3 separate regions of the Mus musculus genome follow, and regions 1 and 3 are each linked to region 2. The links are chromatin contacts, called in public Hi-C and HiChIP or PLAC-seq maps. All regions are on one chromosome and are shown on one strand. The core of a region is the stretch at or near the end of the contact, and the rest is flanking DNA. Distances in the headings are between cores, read along the strand shown. Region 1 has its middle 180 kb from the start of 4930503O07Rik. Region 2 has its middle 29 kb from the start of Gm31753. Region 3 has its middle 260 kb from the start of 4930503O07Rik.

Region 1 (2,700 bases), core at 146-2,645, 590 kb before region 2:
TGTCTGTAAGCACACTTCTGTCATTATATACTATGCATTTATGCAAAGCAACACTCAGCAATGATTGAAAAATTAAAATATCGATCAACTCTGAAAAACACTGAATATGCTCTAAATCCCCTCTACTACTGAATATTCTGTCAAGGTTTAAATCTCTATGTAAAAATATACAAACACTGTCATCTCATTACTACACAAATCTGCTTTCATTTTTTAGCAAATGGTACAATTATATACATACAAAGGAATTTTTTGAGATACTTTTCTTAGGGTTTATTATTGGTAGATGTTTGCTTTATGTATTTATTATATATACCTATCTGAGGTAGCAAATAATTTCCTGGGGAGAAATTGTAAGTTAGTGGGGAAAAATTTACAAAGGCTACTAAGCATGCCACATCCTCAAAACACTCAAAAGTAAGCACCGTCATTGCTAACACGCCGCTAGGAAGGCTGTGATTTTTGTCTAAGGTCACACTCTGAAAGGCAAAGCTGGGATGTCATCTGAAGCAGGTAAAGAGAATGGAATCAGGAAAGAAAAAGAAGGAAGGAGGACTGAGTGCTTTGTAGTGGTGAGCAGCAGAGGAGACTAGACGAAAAGTCTGTGTGAGGAAGGCCACTTTAGCATCTTTGAACAGGAGACAAAAGCGTGTTGGAGGTGCGAACTGTCATCTTGGCACAAAATCTCTACTTAATGTTGGTTGCTTTCACATCCTGACATCTCCCAATTGACAAGCAAGTGCTTAGCATGCCATAAGCAGGAGCCAGAGCCCAGCAGATGTGTCTGTGTGGTATAGGAAGCTGTTTGGTTAGCCCCCTCCCTCCAGAACAGGTCTCTCTCTCTCTCTCTGCTGTCTTTAAATATTTTTTCATTAAACTCATAACACAGAGATATCAGTATATATTATGTATTTACTCTTTTATAGGTTACAGCTATGTCTATTGTATAAGTGTTTAAAACCCAAGGCAACTAGGTGCAACAAGAATGATGTCTCAATTGCAGGAGAAGACATGTTGCACAGGTTTAAGTATGATAGATGGGTCGACCTCCCTTGCTCAGTAAACTGCAGTGAGAGAAACTGAATAACCCTGAGATTAGAACAACGGTGGGAGGGGGAGGGTCATGCTGGTGTGATATCCCCTGAACAAGATGCAGAGAAAAGTAATTTACTCTGAAGTGACAGTGCGGAGGCAAAAAGTAAACGAACAGAGGGGAGTTTAGGCTCATTAGCAGCCTGGTCTCAATATTTCATTATTAATGATAATAAAAAGAAGAGGGAGGAAAGGCAGATGAGCATGTGTGCCTCCCGCCCCCCACCCCTCTTACACACATAGCAGATTGGAGGCTCACAATAGCCGGGGCTCCAGGACTCCCTTTAGCACAGGCACAACAAAAGATACAACTGTGGAGGGAAGTATGAGGCAGGATGAAGAATGGGTTTGAAGCTAAGGTCTGCCCACATGTAAATGTGTGAGTTGGTGGGGGCCTCTCCCACCAACTCTCTGTGGGATTCCAGCTGATATATCAACTTCTCTGGCAATGAAGCCCCAGCTGGTCCTCTACTACAGGCATGGAGCAGTTGTAGGAAAGGGAAGGCTACCTTGGAACTGCCCTGATATTTCCAGGCAGCTCCCCTGGTAGGGAGCAGTCACTGCTGCCTAGACTGCCTGCACCTAGACAAAGAAGACACAACGATCCTGGGAATCAATAGTTGTGGTCTGGCTATAAAAAGAAACAGGATACACCCCAGAGATGATAGCTGAAGCCTAAAAATAAATTCTACAGCAAGCAACCATATGGGATTTAGTTTAATTTAAAATGGCAGAGGAGCTTGCCCAAATAAAGAAAATGAAAACCGTCCTCTGTGCCATCAGCCTGGATCTCCTGGTGAGCATTTTCCTGTGAATAACTGATACATTTTCCTCTAGACATTGGCCGTCATAGTGCAGCCGGCCTGGTGCAATCTCCTTTTCTGTCGTCTTAGATCTTTCTTGAATATTCTAATACGTTCATATCAATATTGCTGAGTTCCTTTTCTCAGCTGTGAATGGCCTTGAGCAAAAACGTATTCAAGAAAGAATCTTTAATATTTTTGTATCCTTGTAATTAACGTGGCAGAATTGTCCAGCTAGACCATAGGCAGATACCAGTTACCTCTGTGCCAGGCTCTGAACTGAGAGGGAAGGAGTGTGAAACTGCCCAAATTCATGCCCCCTTTCCTCCTGAGCGCCTCCGGAGGGAGGCACTAACAATCAACAAAGCTTGGGAAGTGGCGTGAAGGATTCTAGTGCTATGAGGAGACCCAGGGGAGGCTACTCTCCATCAGGACCTGTAGTGACTTCTTCCTGGACTGTCTGGTCCAGGAGGAAGGAAAATTTAAACTGAAGCTAAAGGAAGGATTAGTCAGCCAATAAGTAAGGAGACATGTGACTTTAAGCAGTGGGATCACTTAATGCAGCTTCAGGGACAGATTAAGAGCTCATCCAGTGAGGGGGTGGGCACCAATAGCCAATGTCCTGAAGTAGGGCAGGCAAGGGTTTCCTGGGGAGCCTCAAAAGTGAGGACAACAGGTTGAGCTTGAGCTTTATTCTGAAGGTAAAGGGAAGCTTTGGGTTATTTATACCAAAGGAGAGATATGAATAGGCTTACCTTCCCAAAGGGTCTTCCTGATAGCAATATGAAGGGTAAACTGGGGATGG
Region 2 (2,700 bases), core at 61-2,560:
ACACACACACACACACATCATCCTGTCGAATAGGGGTGGGCCACCACGTTGCTTAGCTACAGGGGCTCTGTGAGGGAATGTGGCCCAGGTGTATGTACAGAGAGGTTTCCTAACTTTGTCTTTCAAACCACCCCTCACTAACCCCACATGGATTCTCTCATGGATGCTTAGGAAATGTCATTTGTCAGCTCTTCCCCCACCAGGTGGGAGAGGCTTCATGTCATGTTCCTTTATCTTCCCACTACAACCCTCTCCATGGTGCACCAGGGCCATTGATTTTATCTTTGACATTCTCTGCTTGAAACTCTGCTTGAAACATATTTCCTTCGTAGCAAAGCCCACATCATATTCGGCTATGAAACACCCATGCCCAGGAAAATGCCCAGTGTGTCAGAGTTCCTCTTGTGAGGTCTGGCAAACAAGCTGATTAATTAATTGATGAGTTTACCAGTGTTGATCGTTACGAGCTCTTGGAGTCAAGTGTCTGGCGCTTACAGAATTCTGTGACCTGGCACTTTACAGATTTGTAGCTCATCTGTCCTTAGCCACCAGCATACAGGAGGGAAGGAGGGCGTGGGGACAGGAGGAAGGACCTTCAAAGCTCTACGCCCCTAGGCGATCACCTGGGGTGCATCAGTCACTGTGGATAGCTCTCAGATCTTATGTCAGGGAGGCACAAAAGCCCAGGAAGGGAATGGTACATCAGGCCCTTCCATGTTCACCCTGTGGCTGTGCTTCTAAATGAAGGAAAACTGAGCAAGAGAAAAAAAAAAGAAAGAAAAAACCAAAAAAACAAAAAACTTCTGAACTCAGACAAGGTGATAATAAAAGACAACCAGGGTTTTATGAAGATGGCCCTGGACAAAGAGGTAGCAGATGGTGTCTGACTCAGTTCCAATACTTTGCATCTTCAGTGAGGTATTGTAGCCTCTTAGAGCCTCCAAAACTGGGCTAGTAATCCTGCCCTAGGTCCTCAGGTGGCTGCCCAACTATTCTGCCTAACAACTCTGCTACAGGCCCTCCAGCAGCTGCCCAGCCATCCTGAACGACTCTAAAGAGACACCCTCAGGAAATACAAGGCTCGGAATTTTCTCTATCTTAAAGTGACTTCCGGAGCCCCCAGGACAGTTATTTTAGAAAAGGTTGAAAGTAAGTTTTCAGGCCTGTGGGCTAATGCACTTCCCTCCGAAAAGAGTGATTCTTAGAGGCGCTCAGAAGCTGGGAAGCTAGCCATAAATAAGGCTTATCTGGCCTGTCCTGCATTGCCAAAATTCTTTTGTTCTGAAATTTAAACAAAGACAGACCTGATGTTTTACTGACCCCTTGTGGACATAAGAGGAAATGGATTTTTCCGGCAGATTTGTATCTCCTGTCATGACTAAGGAAGCCCAACTTTCAACCTCACTGGCCTGATGGAATCCCACAAACTCTTCCATCATCATCCCAGGACTCCCAACTCCTACCCCAGGCACTGGCAGCCATCTCCACTGACCAGCTAACTGGCACTTCAGTCTGTCTGGAGAGCCACTTGACAGCACAATGCTAGATAAGGAAGGCACTGGCATAGTCCCAGGAAGCCATTACAGCACAGACTGGAGTTCCTTCCCTGCCAGAGACTCTGACTGGAGTAGGGAGCGCTGGGGATCTACATCTTACCAAGCAGCAATTCTGATTCCGTGTATTGTTCTGCAGGACCAACCTGAAAATGTCAACATGCTCAAGGTCCCTCCTCTCAGCAGTGAGGAAATTAAGACATTAAAGGGCTGTTCAGTCAGGACTGCCAATAAAGCATGTAAAAATCAATAAAGTCACACAAGCATGAAGGCCTGGGTTTGGTCTCACACCCAGGTAAAAGTTGAACATTATCCTAGTCTGCCTTCTATTGCTGTGATAACCACCACGGCCCAAAGTAGCCTGGGGGAAGGGGTTTGTTTGGCTTATACATCCTTACCTCAGACTATTATTGAAGGAAGTCAGGGCAGGAACTCAAGCAGGAGCAGGGGCAGGAACTATGTGGGAGTGCTGCTTAGCGGCTGTTCTTAGGCCCACAGTTATCTTACCTTTCTTATACAGTCCAGAACCACCTGCCTAGGGATGGTACCACCCACAGTGGGCTGGGCCTTCCCACATCAATCATTAATCAGGAAAATGCTCTACAGATGTACCCATAGGCCAATTCAATGGAGGTGTTTTCTCAGTTGCAGTTCCTCTCCCCAGATATGACTAGGTTTGTGTAAGTTGACAAAACTAAACAGTACAGGACTTATGATGGGCTATGGTCCCAGCACTGGGTTGGGCCAACAGTTGTGGTGGGCCTATGGTCCCAGCACTGAGGTAGACCAACAATTATGGTGGGCCTATGGTCCCAGCACTGGGGTGGGGCAACAAGAGGATCCCTAGGGCTCACTGGACAGCTAGCTTAGCCTTATTTGTGAGTACCAGGTTCAGTGAGAGACCTTGTCTCAAAAAAAACCAATGTAGGGCTCTTGAAGAATCACACCCAGGATGACCTCTGTCATCCGTCCATGTGTGTGTGTGTGTGTGTGTGTGTGTGTGTGTGTACATGTAATCACAGGTATCTGAGGAGGCCAAAGGCAACGGGTAAAGTTGGAGTTATAAACAGCTTTAAGTCACTCATTGTGGATGCTGGGAACTAAACTTTGGGCCTCTGGGAGAGCAGCTACTGCTCTTAACCTCAGA
Region 3 (2,768 bases), core at 143-2,642, 520 kb before region 2:
GTCCAACTTCTGAGAGTCCCTCACCACAGTCAGCAAGGCTCCTGCAACAGCTGGTCCTATGCACTTCTCCTCTTGTGGCTGAGAGGAGCATTCAACCCAGAGGATGTTTCTTCCCTCAAGTGAATCAAACCACAATTCCTAACATGGAACAATGTAGCTGCCACGCCTGGACCGGAGATGAAATGCTTTTTATAAGAGCTAATCAGATTCTACATTAATGAGAGAAATATGAAGCTAATCAACACCACAGAAGGTCTCTAGGCTCAGGCCTATTAAACTTCATAAAAAATTAATGACTGCAAGAGCAGGCTCTTTTGTAAGGGGTCTCCTGTGGCTGGATAAGGGCCTGAAGTCCCATTCACCTCTCATTACATTGAATTAGCCTCACTTTCCAACCCAAAATATCATCCATCAAGTGGCGTTTTCCACTGGGTGTTGGACAGCCAGTGTTTGAAAACACTTGTGAAATATTTATTTCTTCTCTTCAATCCCTGGCCCCTCCCCTCTCAGCCAACTTCCTCTCACTTCATTCATGATGGCTTTTCCCATTTTAATTAAAGAGATTTGTACTCCTAAAGCCTTCTGGGGAACATCTTCAGTGATTGTGGTTTGCTGAGTCCTCCGAAGCTGCTTGGCAGAAAACCCCTCTCCCCATGCTTGGAGTGTGTTCCACAGCTGCTCCAAATAGTCAGAACTAGGTGATGATAGAGACCAACTAAGCTGAAAAATAAACCCAGAACCCCTCAATGGTCAGTTTTCTTTATGTGAGTGTTGGCTACAACCATTAAAATAGATTCAGAAAAAAAAAATAAAACAAAACAAAAGTCAAATAGCAAAAAAATCCTATACCTGCTCCCCCACCCCCAAAATACAATGAGTGGCCTCAACTGTAAGACCATCCAAATGACTATCTTCCTCATTTGCCTTTGACCCAGGCTGTCAGTCACCTTCATCAGCTGTAGCTTTAGGTGACAGGGCCTCAGCTCCATTTTTCACACAGCAGGGTAGCATTGAACTCACAGACTGAGGAAGCAAACAGTGATGTACAGTGCAATGGGGGTTGGGGGTAGTACAGTGCAATGGGGATTGGGGGTAGAGCCTTCTCGGCTGTAAAACCATGCCACCAACTGGAAGCATCCTATTGAAATATGCCAAACAGGGTCATTGCTGTATAGCTGACTGAGACGGAACCCCAGGAAACCAAGAAATAATTGGACCTAGTAAAAAGAAATGGGAAATGAGAAGTGGGGACAAATCAAAGAAGTCTTTTCAAGAGAGGCCATTCTTGTCCAATTACTTCATAAGGCCTTTCCATCTATTCCTCTGACTCATGAACTTCCAGGACTGACACTCCAAGCACCCCCCCAACCCCAGGTCCTGACTCATTCAAACCTCAATTCCTCCTTGGAAGAGTCTAAACTTGGACACAGCATGGAGACTCTGTAATACAAGCTATGAACAGACCCTGATGCAAGTACAGGAAGAGATGAAGAAAAGGAGTTTCACACACACCAGACATTTCTCTGATTACATTGTTGGCTCCTGTTTTCATTTCTCTGTTGACATGTGCATGAGGTCAGGTGATGAGCAGCTAAACACATGATACACACTGTGAGACAGGAAAGGCAGGTCTGCACTGAAGGGCAGCAGGGCTCTGAGAATCAGCTGAATACACATAACCTGGATTGATGGTCTCCAACATTATGCTTAGCTATTTATTGTATTTGTTGAATGAGTAACTTAACTATGGCTTACTCGGGTTGTACAGAATTATTCTGTAGGTCAGAGGTCAGTCTTCTTAAAACAAAGTTCCCAGATCTGATTTCCTCCAAGATCCTGATGTTTCATACACTCAAATCAACAAGCATGGAGTGGCTTATTATAAGGGTGGCAACTCCTAGAAGACAGTGAATCATAAAACACACATGAAAAGAACATGTGCCAGCACTATTCTCAGTGTTTACTGTACAAGGGCATAGTACATTTCTGCTGGGTATTTATGACTCTCTTCAAAGAAAAACTTCAAATTGTTTTTTGTTTGTTTGTTTGTTTGTTTGGTCTGATGCCTTTGTTCAGCATAGTAAGAGATTGTATTAGAGCTGTTTGTCTATTATGTGTGTCTGTACCCATATGTATGCACATACTTATATACCATACTTATATACACATGCATATACAAACACATATATAGGCACAAACATATACACATGAATATACACATATATGATAATGGTTTTTAAAAACTATTTTATTGAGTTCTTATATCTCTACCTCCCTCCCAACCTTGATTTCACCCCAATCCCTTCCAAATCCCCAGCACTAAAGAAAGAAGGTTAGAGGAAAAATATAGACCTCTTTAGATCACTTCCTGCTGATTAGGGACTTAGGGCCAGTCCAATCTTGGTCATCAGGATATCCAATTTCTTCTTCTCATCTCTTTGCTTACAGCCACTTGAAAAACCACAATAGCAGGGACCAACAGCAGGAGCAGCAGCCACCACAGGCCTCGTGGGGCTCTCCTATTTTTACCCTTTCCAGAGCCCCCAGAATAAAACTATCTGCAGCTGGCAAAGATCACACCTCTGCTAGTGCATGAGGCAAGTCATAATCACCTGCTGTAAAGCATTTTCTTATCTGCCACCTGGGATTAAAACAAAAACATATTCACATAACATAACTGGGTTTTTAAAGAAACCAAAATTCTCACTATACATATATATTTGCACATAAAAATACACATACACACACACACACACACATATATATAT

Evidence for each region. Hi-C and Micro-C count contacts between places; a contact is called where the count stands out from the background. HiChIP or PLAC-seq counts read pairs in DNA pulled down with a chosen protein or histone mark.
Region 1: a Hi-C map of cortical neurons shows a contact between it and region 2, with 2.6 times the contacts expected there. The contact joins two enhancer-like sites. A contact is called at or near these places in 3 of 484 Hi-C or Micro-C datasets (cerebral cortex and cortical neurons) and 1 of 9 other capture datasets (embryonic stem cells).
Region 3: a FOXA1 HiChIP or PLAC-seq map of pancreatic cancer cells shows a contact between it and region 2. The contact joins two enhancer-like sites. A contact is called at or near these places in 1 of 484 Hi-C or Micro-C datasets (embryonic stem cells) and 1 of 115 datasets of contacts at active chromatin or transcription factors (pancreatic cancer cells).

The regions. Positions count from the first base shown.
Region 1 is chr1:194,040,561-194,043,260 of GRCm38.p6, reverse strand. No RefSeq gene overlaps it. Among named protein-coding and RNA genes, the nearest start is that of 4930503O07Rik, 180 kb to the left of the region's middle. Within about 2 kb of position 1,395, at least 9 of the 459 cell types and tissues checked have an H3K27ac peak or open chromatin away from gene starts, as enhancers often do. A contact at or near this core is called in cortical neurons, where this site is marked.
Region 2 is chr1:193,448,346-193,451,045 of GRCm38.p6, reverse strand. No RefSeq gene overlaps it. Among named protein-coding and RNA genes, the nearest start is that of Gm31753, 29 kb to the left of the region's middle. RefSeq lists an enhancer at 861-1,717. Within about 2 kb of position 1,310, at least 113 of the 459 cell types and tissues checked have an H3K27ac peak or open chromatin away from gene starts, as enhancers often do. A contact at or near this core is called in cortical neurons and pancreatic cancer cells, where this site is marked.
Region 3 is chr1:193,965,990-193,968,757 of GRCm38.p6, reverse strand. No RefSeq gene overlaps it. Among named protein-coding and RNA genes, the nearest start is that of 4930503O07Rik, 260 kb to the left of the region's middle. Within about 2 kb of position 1,392, at least 17 of the 459 cell types and tissues checked have an H3K27ac peak or open chromatin away from gene starts, as enhancers often do. A contact at or near this core is called in pancreatic cancer cells, where this site is marked.